Linked DNA regions of Athene noctua: region 1 is linked to region 2. A link is a contact called in public Hi-C data. All regions are on one chromosome and are shown on one strand. The core of a region is the stretch at or near the end of the contact, and the rest is flanking DNA. Distances in the headings are between cores, read along the strand shown. Region 1 holds the start of PSEN2 (presenilin 2). Region 2 holds the start of PARP1 (poly(ADP-ribose) polymerase 1).

Evidence for each region. Hi-C and Micro-C count contacts between places; a contact is called where the count stands out from the background.
Region 1: a Hi-C map of heart shows a contact between it and region 2, with 5 times the contacts expected there. The contact joins the promoter of PSEN2 here to the promoter of PARP1 in region 2. A contact is called at or near these places in 2 of 2 Hi-C or Micro-C datasets (heart and liver).

What each region holds. Positions count from the first base shown.
Region 1 is chr1:109,791,042-109,793,741 of bAthNoc1.hap1.1, reverse strand. PSEN2 (presenilin 2) reads right to left here and starts at 1,372. Exons shown (of 11, transcript XM_074897324.1): 1 at 1,354-1,372. The region is part of intron 3 of LOC141956531 (a long non-coding RNA gene); the gene reads left to right.
Region 2 is chr1:109,575,828-109,578,527 of bAthNoc1.hap1.1, reverse strand. It overlaps PARP1 (poly(ADP-ribose) polymerase 1), which reads left to right and starts at 1,384. Exons shown (of 23, transcript XM_074897319.1): 1 at 1,384-1,566. The coding sequence starts at 1,447.

The sequences.
Region 1 (2,700 bases), core at 123-2,622, 220 kb before region 2:
CAAAGAGGAGGAAAAAACTTTTAAGTGGTAGGGCCAAAATTAGGAGGGGAGATTTCTAGCCAATAAATAAAGCCAGAACATGCATGCTGCTGAAATGACAGGGGACCTGCAACACAGCATCTCAAATGCTGTTCACTTTCAGCCCCAGAACGCAAAAGTAACAAAACATGAGATAATATGGGAAGTTGTAGAGATTTGTAGCGCTCTTTCTCCATTTTAAGGCACACCAGCATAGCAGAATTAGCCCTGCCTTCTTTTGCCCCACAAGAAAAGCATAACATGCTGCCCCAAACAGTTATTTTGCTAGCAGAGCCAAAATCAGACCCTCCCCAAAAGCGTCAGAAGGATTTGCCAGCATTAAGCCCAAATACACTAGCAGTCAACTTCTCATCACAGCAAAAAGGCGCCACAGCCCTGCAGACTTACATCCACCAGTAAAACCTCACAGGTCAGACTTCACACACAGGAGCAGCTACTCATGCTGGTCCCAATACTGCCAGGGGCACCTGAGCCAACCAGTGCTGGAGGTGACACACCAGGGACACCCAAGGACACCCGTGTCAGGGCGGGGTTCCCCGTCCTCCCCAAGTCCCCAGGGCAGCAGGGGCCGCCAGCCACGGGGGCGCAGAGCCCCGGGTGCCCCTGCTGCAGGCCGGGCACAGGGGTACACACCGGGGCTGCGGGCTGGGCTGGCTCCCCTGTCCGCCCCAGCACAGGGCCAGCCCGGCCACCCACACAGCGGCTGGCAGAGAGAGAGACAAGAAGCATTTTAAAAAAAAAAAAAAAAAATTACAAAAAAAATCAACAATCCTGCCAGACAGAGATTTTGCAGGAGGCCAGAAGGAGACCTTACACCCATGAAGGCGCTTTTCGCCCGTTATCCTTTCTCATGGTTAGAAGTCTGGTTTCCGTGGGATTTCCAGCAGCATTTCCCAATGGAATCCTGGGCTGTGGGCATGAATGCCAACGGCCAGCAGAAATACATATATATATTTAAATTTTACATGTATATATACAAACACACCTATAAAAATACATATTTATACATACACATATATATAACATGCACACACATACAGACACACGTCTGTGTACGTACACACTCATACACAACTTTCACCAGAACGAGCCACCGAGGCTGCCGGACCTCCTCCCCCCCGCCTCCGGGCCGGGCCCCGGCGTGCAGCGGAGGGGCCTCGCACGGCTCCACCAGCACGGCGACCCCGAACGCCTGCGCTAAGGCCGCCCAAGGCCGTACCCGTCTCGCCGCGCCCGCAGAGCCCCGGCAACCCGGCGGGGAGAGAGTCCACGCCCGGCCCCTGAGGCGCAGCCTGAGCCGCCGCCGCTGTTTACCTGCTCCCAGCCCCGCGCGAGCTCCACTCCGCTCCCATTGGCTCCGGCGCACTCTGGCCACAACGCCGGCGAGGGGGGCGAGCACGCCCGCCGATTCGCCGAGATGGCTGTCGCTCGGCGGGTTCCCCCGCCTACTAGCCATTCTTCTCCAATGGGAGAGAAAGGTGGGAAGAGGGACGGCCAATAGGAAGGCGGCTCTCCCCGCCCCTTCCTCTGGCGGTGGGGCGACCCATGAGGCTGTGGCCACAGCGCCATAGTGGGCCGGGGCCGGGGCTGGGGCCGGGTCTGGGCGGCGGCGTCCGGGCTTCGTCCTCAGCGGCTCAGCTGGGCCGGGGCCCCTCCTGTGTGCTGCTGTTCCGTGGGCAGGCGCTGCGAGAAGCGGCTCTGTGGACGCGCGAAGTGTGCAGATAACGGGGCGGAGCTCCCCGGTAGAGCCTCGCCACCGCGTCCTTACAGCTGGGTGCCTGAAACCTATAATGCCGGCGGAAGGCAGTGCTAAACTAATTGCTTGAAAATGCCTGCCCTTACACCCGTAACTCGCGCTTTTACAAACCCTGTAACTAACTGAGCCACTCGCGCTTTTAAGGCATTTTCAACCGCCTTCAGTAAAGGGGAAAGCTATGTGAGTGTGCAGATCCTGACTGAAATAAAAAGGTAAGGGGGGAGCCTGGAGCAATAAGTAGAAACCAGAGGAAATGGCTAAAGAATTGTTCTTTTGGAGTTGTGTCTAACCTCGTCTCAGTATAGATCAGAGGGGCGAATAAAGGAAAATTACAAACATTTTCACATTATTTGCTATGGCTGTGAGAAGTTTGTATTTTCAGAGTGTAAGCCTTTTTGGTTTTGGTTTTTTTTTAATTTCTAGCATGATAGCAAGATCATCCTCTAGGCAGATGAAACGGTTTTTCAACCAGCACACAAACTACTCCTGTGCCTCTGTTGTTCCCACTGCTTTATCAAGCAACAGTTAAGTGAAATTAAAATTCTGGCAGCTCTGTAACTTGCGTAACATCTGTGGGGGCAGAGACACGAACAGGAGTCATGGTAAATTCCTTCTGCTGCTGTTGTCACTTAGGTGGAACGTCAGGCAGAAATGAGGAGTTTTGACAGAAGAGCTTCATGTTCCTCTTTGCTTTGTGCCATGCAAATGGAGGGTTAGAGAGCAATGAAGGAGATGTGAGGTATAAGTGTCCTGCTATATGTCATTGGACAAAATGGATTTTTTTGCAGATTCCAGACCTAAGCTGGCAATCAGATTCTTTTCCTCAAATTTCCTGCACAATGCCAGTGACAAGTGATATGCCTTCCTTACACCTGTAGTCTTTATTTTGAACTACTTTGCACACA
Region 2 (2,700 bases), core at 135-2,634:
AGCGAAGACGCTGCTGTATTGAGCATCTGCATCTGACTGTGTGTATGCAGCACCATCTAGTGCTGTAGAGAATTTATAATTTTTTTCCCCTGCTTCTCCAGACCTGTAGTGCCGTATTCAGGGTACACCCTTTCACCGCTGCTGGACTGTTGGAGAGTGAACGCTGTGTACGCTCATAGCAAACGTGTGACAGCCAGGGAGAGCGGGAGCGCAAGATGAAAGGCGCGTTAACACCTCAGGCCTTACAGGTTTGCCGTGCGCAACTTTGACTGATACCCGCGAGGTCTCTGAGGCCCACCCGGGACGGAACATCCCACTTTAGTTGAACCCTAATTCCAGACTCACTGTAAAACTAATGACAAGGACTCAGCAAAAGGTTGGAATGACTTCAGTGATCTTCCTTTCTCCAGTGAAGGTACAGAGCCAATGCCCTCTGCTGATACTAGAGGACATGACCTCCTGTAAGCGAGAAAAAGCCAAAATTTAACTTATCGAGTAACTCTTTTTGCTTTCTTCAGCACCCATACCGTTACCCCCAGGGACTCCCCCACGGGGAGTGAAACCTCCCGGCCAGGCCCTGGCCAAGGGACGGCTGCTAAGCCCAGGCTCTCCCGAGGCCCGGGCAGCCCGCTTGCCGCAGGGAGCTCTACCCGGGCGGGGCGGTCACTTCAGGCAGCGGCACCAGCCTGTCCCTGTCCAGACACAAGCCCCCCGCTTCCCTCCCCCTGCGGGGCTCCTCCCTGCAGGCTGCCCAGAGACTGGGGGTGCCGGGCAGAACGCTGGGCGCCGCCCGTCCTCAAAGGGGCGACTTGCGCCCCCCGCGCAGCCCCCGCCGCACTCCGCACGCCAGGGAGGGCGGCCGGACACGCCGCCTCCGCGCTGGGGGGCCGGGCCGGGCGGGCGGCGGCTTTGCCCGGTGTTCGCTACAGGCCCCCTCCTCAGCCTTGGGAGCTGGCGGCTCCCTGCAGCTGTGCCGGATAAACTGCCGGGCCCGGGGCGCCCGGAGTGGCGGGGCGGCGCCGGGAGAAGCCGGTCACCGTGGTGCGCCCCGGTGCTTTTAACCGGGCTGGCTTCTCGCGGGGGCTGCCTTGGGGAAGGGGACACCCAGGGAACCGGCCGCCCCGCCCCGCGCGGGCGCCTCGGCCCAGCCAGGCCGCTCCCGGCGGCGGGAGGCGGAGGGGCCGCGGGGGCCGAGCGGCCCCGCCGCCACGTGACCGCCGCCGCCTCCCACCCCCCATTGATACACTGTGGCAAACCGGAACGTTCCAGGCGCCGCCAGGCATGCCAAATCGCTGCCCGAGCGGCAGATCGGGCCGGGCCGCTGAGGCGGCGGTGGGCGCTCGGCGCTCGGCTAGCGCTCCCGCCGGCGGGCGCGGTGGGGGTGGAGCGCGGGACGGCGGGTGCGCGGCGCGGGGCGGCTCCGTGGCGGCGGGAGCGGCAGCGGCGATGGCGGAGCCGGCGGAGAAGCTGTACCGGGCGGAGTACGCCAAGAGCGGCCGCGCCTCCTGCAAGAAGTGCGGCGAGAGCATCGCCAAGGACTCGCTGCGCCTGGCCCTCATGGTGCAGGTACCGCGTGGCGGGGCCTGGGCCGGCAGCGGGGCGGGCTGGTCGCTCGGCTCCGCTCCGCGCCTGCCGCGGCGGACCGGAGCCCTTCGGTCGAGCTTCTCTCCGCTGCCACGGTGGCGAGCGCAGTCTATTTTTAGTGTGGGCGCCTTCGCCCGCCGCTCCCTGCGGTCCCCGCAGCCCTGCCCGCCGCCCCCGGGCTGGGGGCTGCGCCCCGCGGGGGCCGGCGCTGTCGGCAGCCTGGGCTGCGAAGGCGCCTGGAGGTGAAGCGGCGCAAAGTTCAGCGTTAAGTGCCTTAGCGGGGGATTGCAGAGGCGGAGGGGTCGGCTCGGGGGCGCTCACAGAGGCTCTTTGTTGTCACCCGGCAAGCGCGGAGGGGGGGAGCGGGAGGTGGGCGGAGGAGGGAGGCGAGCTCAGCCGCTCGACTTCCCCGTGCCCCGGGAAGAGTCTGTCACCCGCGGTGTTTTGCGTGGGGTCGGGGAAATCTCCGCTTGGTGCGCGCTTTGCATACGGAAGGGAAAATCTGGGACCCGGAACGTGGTGGAGGGCGTGGGTGTCCTCCCCTCCTTTCCCCTTCCAGCCCGGATTGCTGCAGGGCTGGCGGTCAGGCTTGTGCTGCCAGCAGCAGGGAGGGGTTCTAGAGCTGGCTGGCACCTTGCGGACGTGAAACGGCGAGCTGGAGCGCAGTTAGCGAACTGAACGCGGAGGCATGTTTTGCTGCCGGCTGTTCTCAAATTATTTGCCTTTTGGGGAAGAGACTTGCTCGGCTTCTTTTCTAAAGGAAGGGAAGGGCCCCGGCTGGTGTTGGAGGGCCAGGAATTTGTGGGGGCTCGCTCGGGCAGAGCGAGGAGCTGCCTTCCCAGGCTTGAGCCTCGGCCTGTCTCTGGCGAGGGAGAGGAGCAGGCGCCCGCAGCCTTCGGGGGGTGCAGGTGGGCAGCGGGCCGAGTTCGGGGCGGGGAGGTGCTGCTGCGTCTTGTGAAAGATGAGCAGATGCGCAGAGGTGTAGTTACGGAAGGCGGGCGAGGGCGCCGGGGATGAGCTCTGGAGCCTCTGTTGTGTGTCCCGGCGGGTTCCGCCCCCGGCCCGCCGCCGGGAGCCGCTTCTGCCCCTGCGAGAGGCGGCGCCTGGAGACCGGGC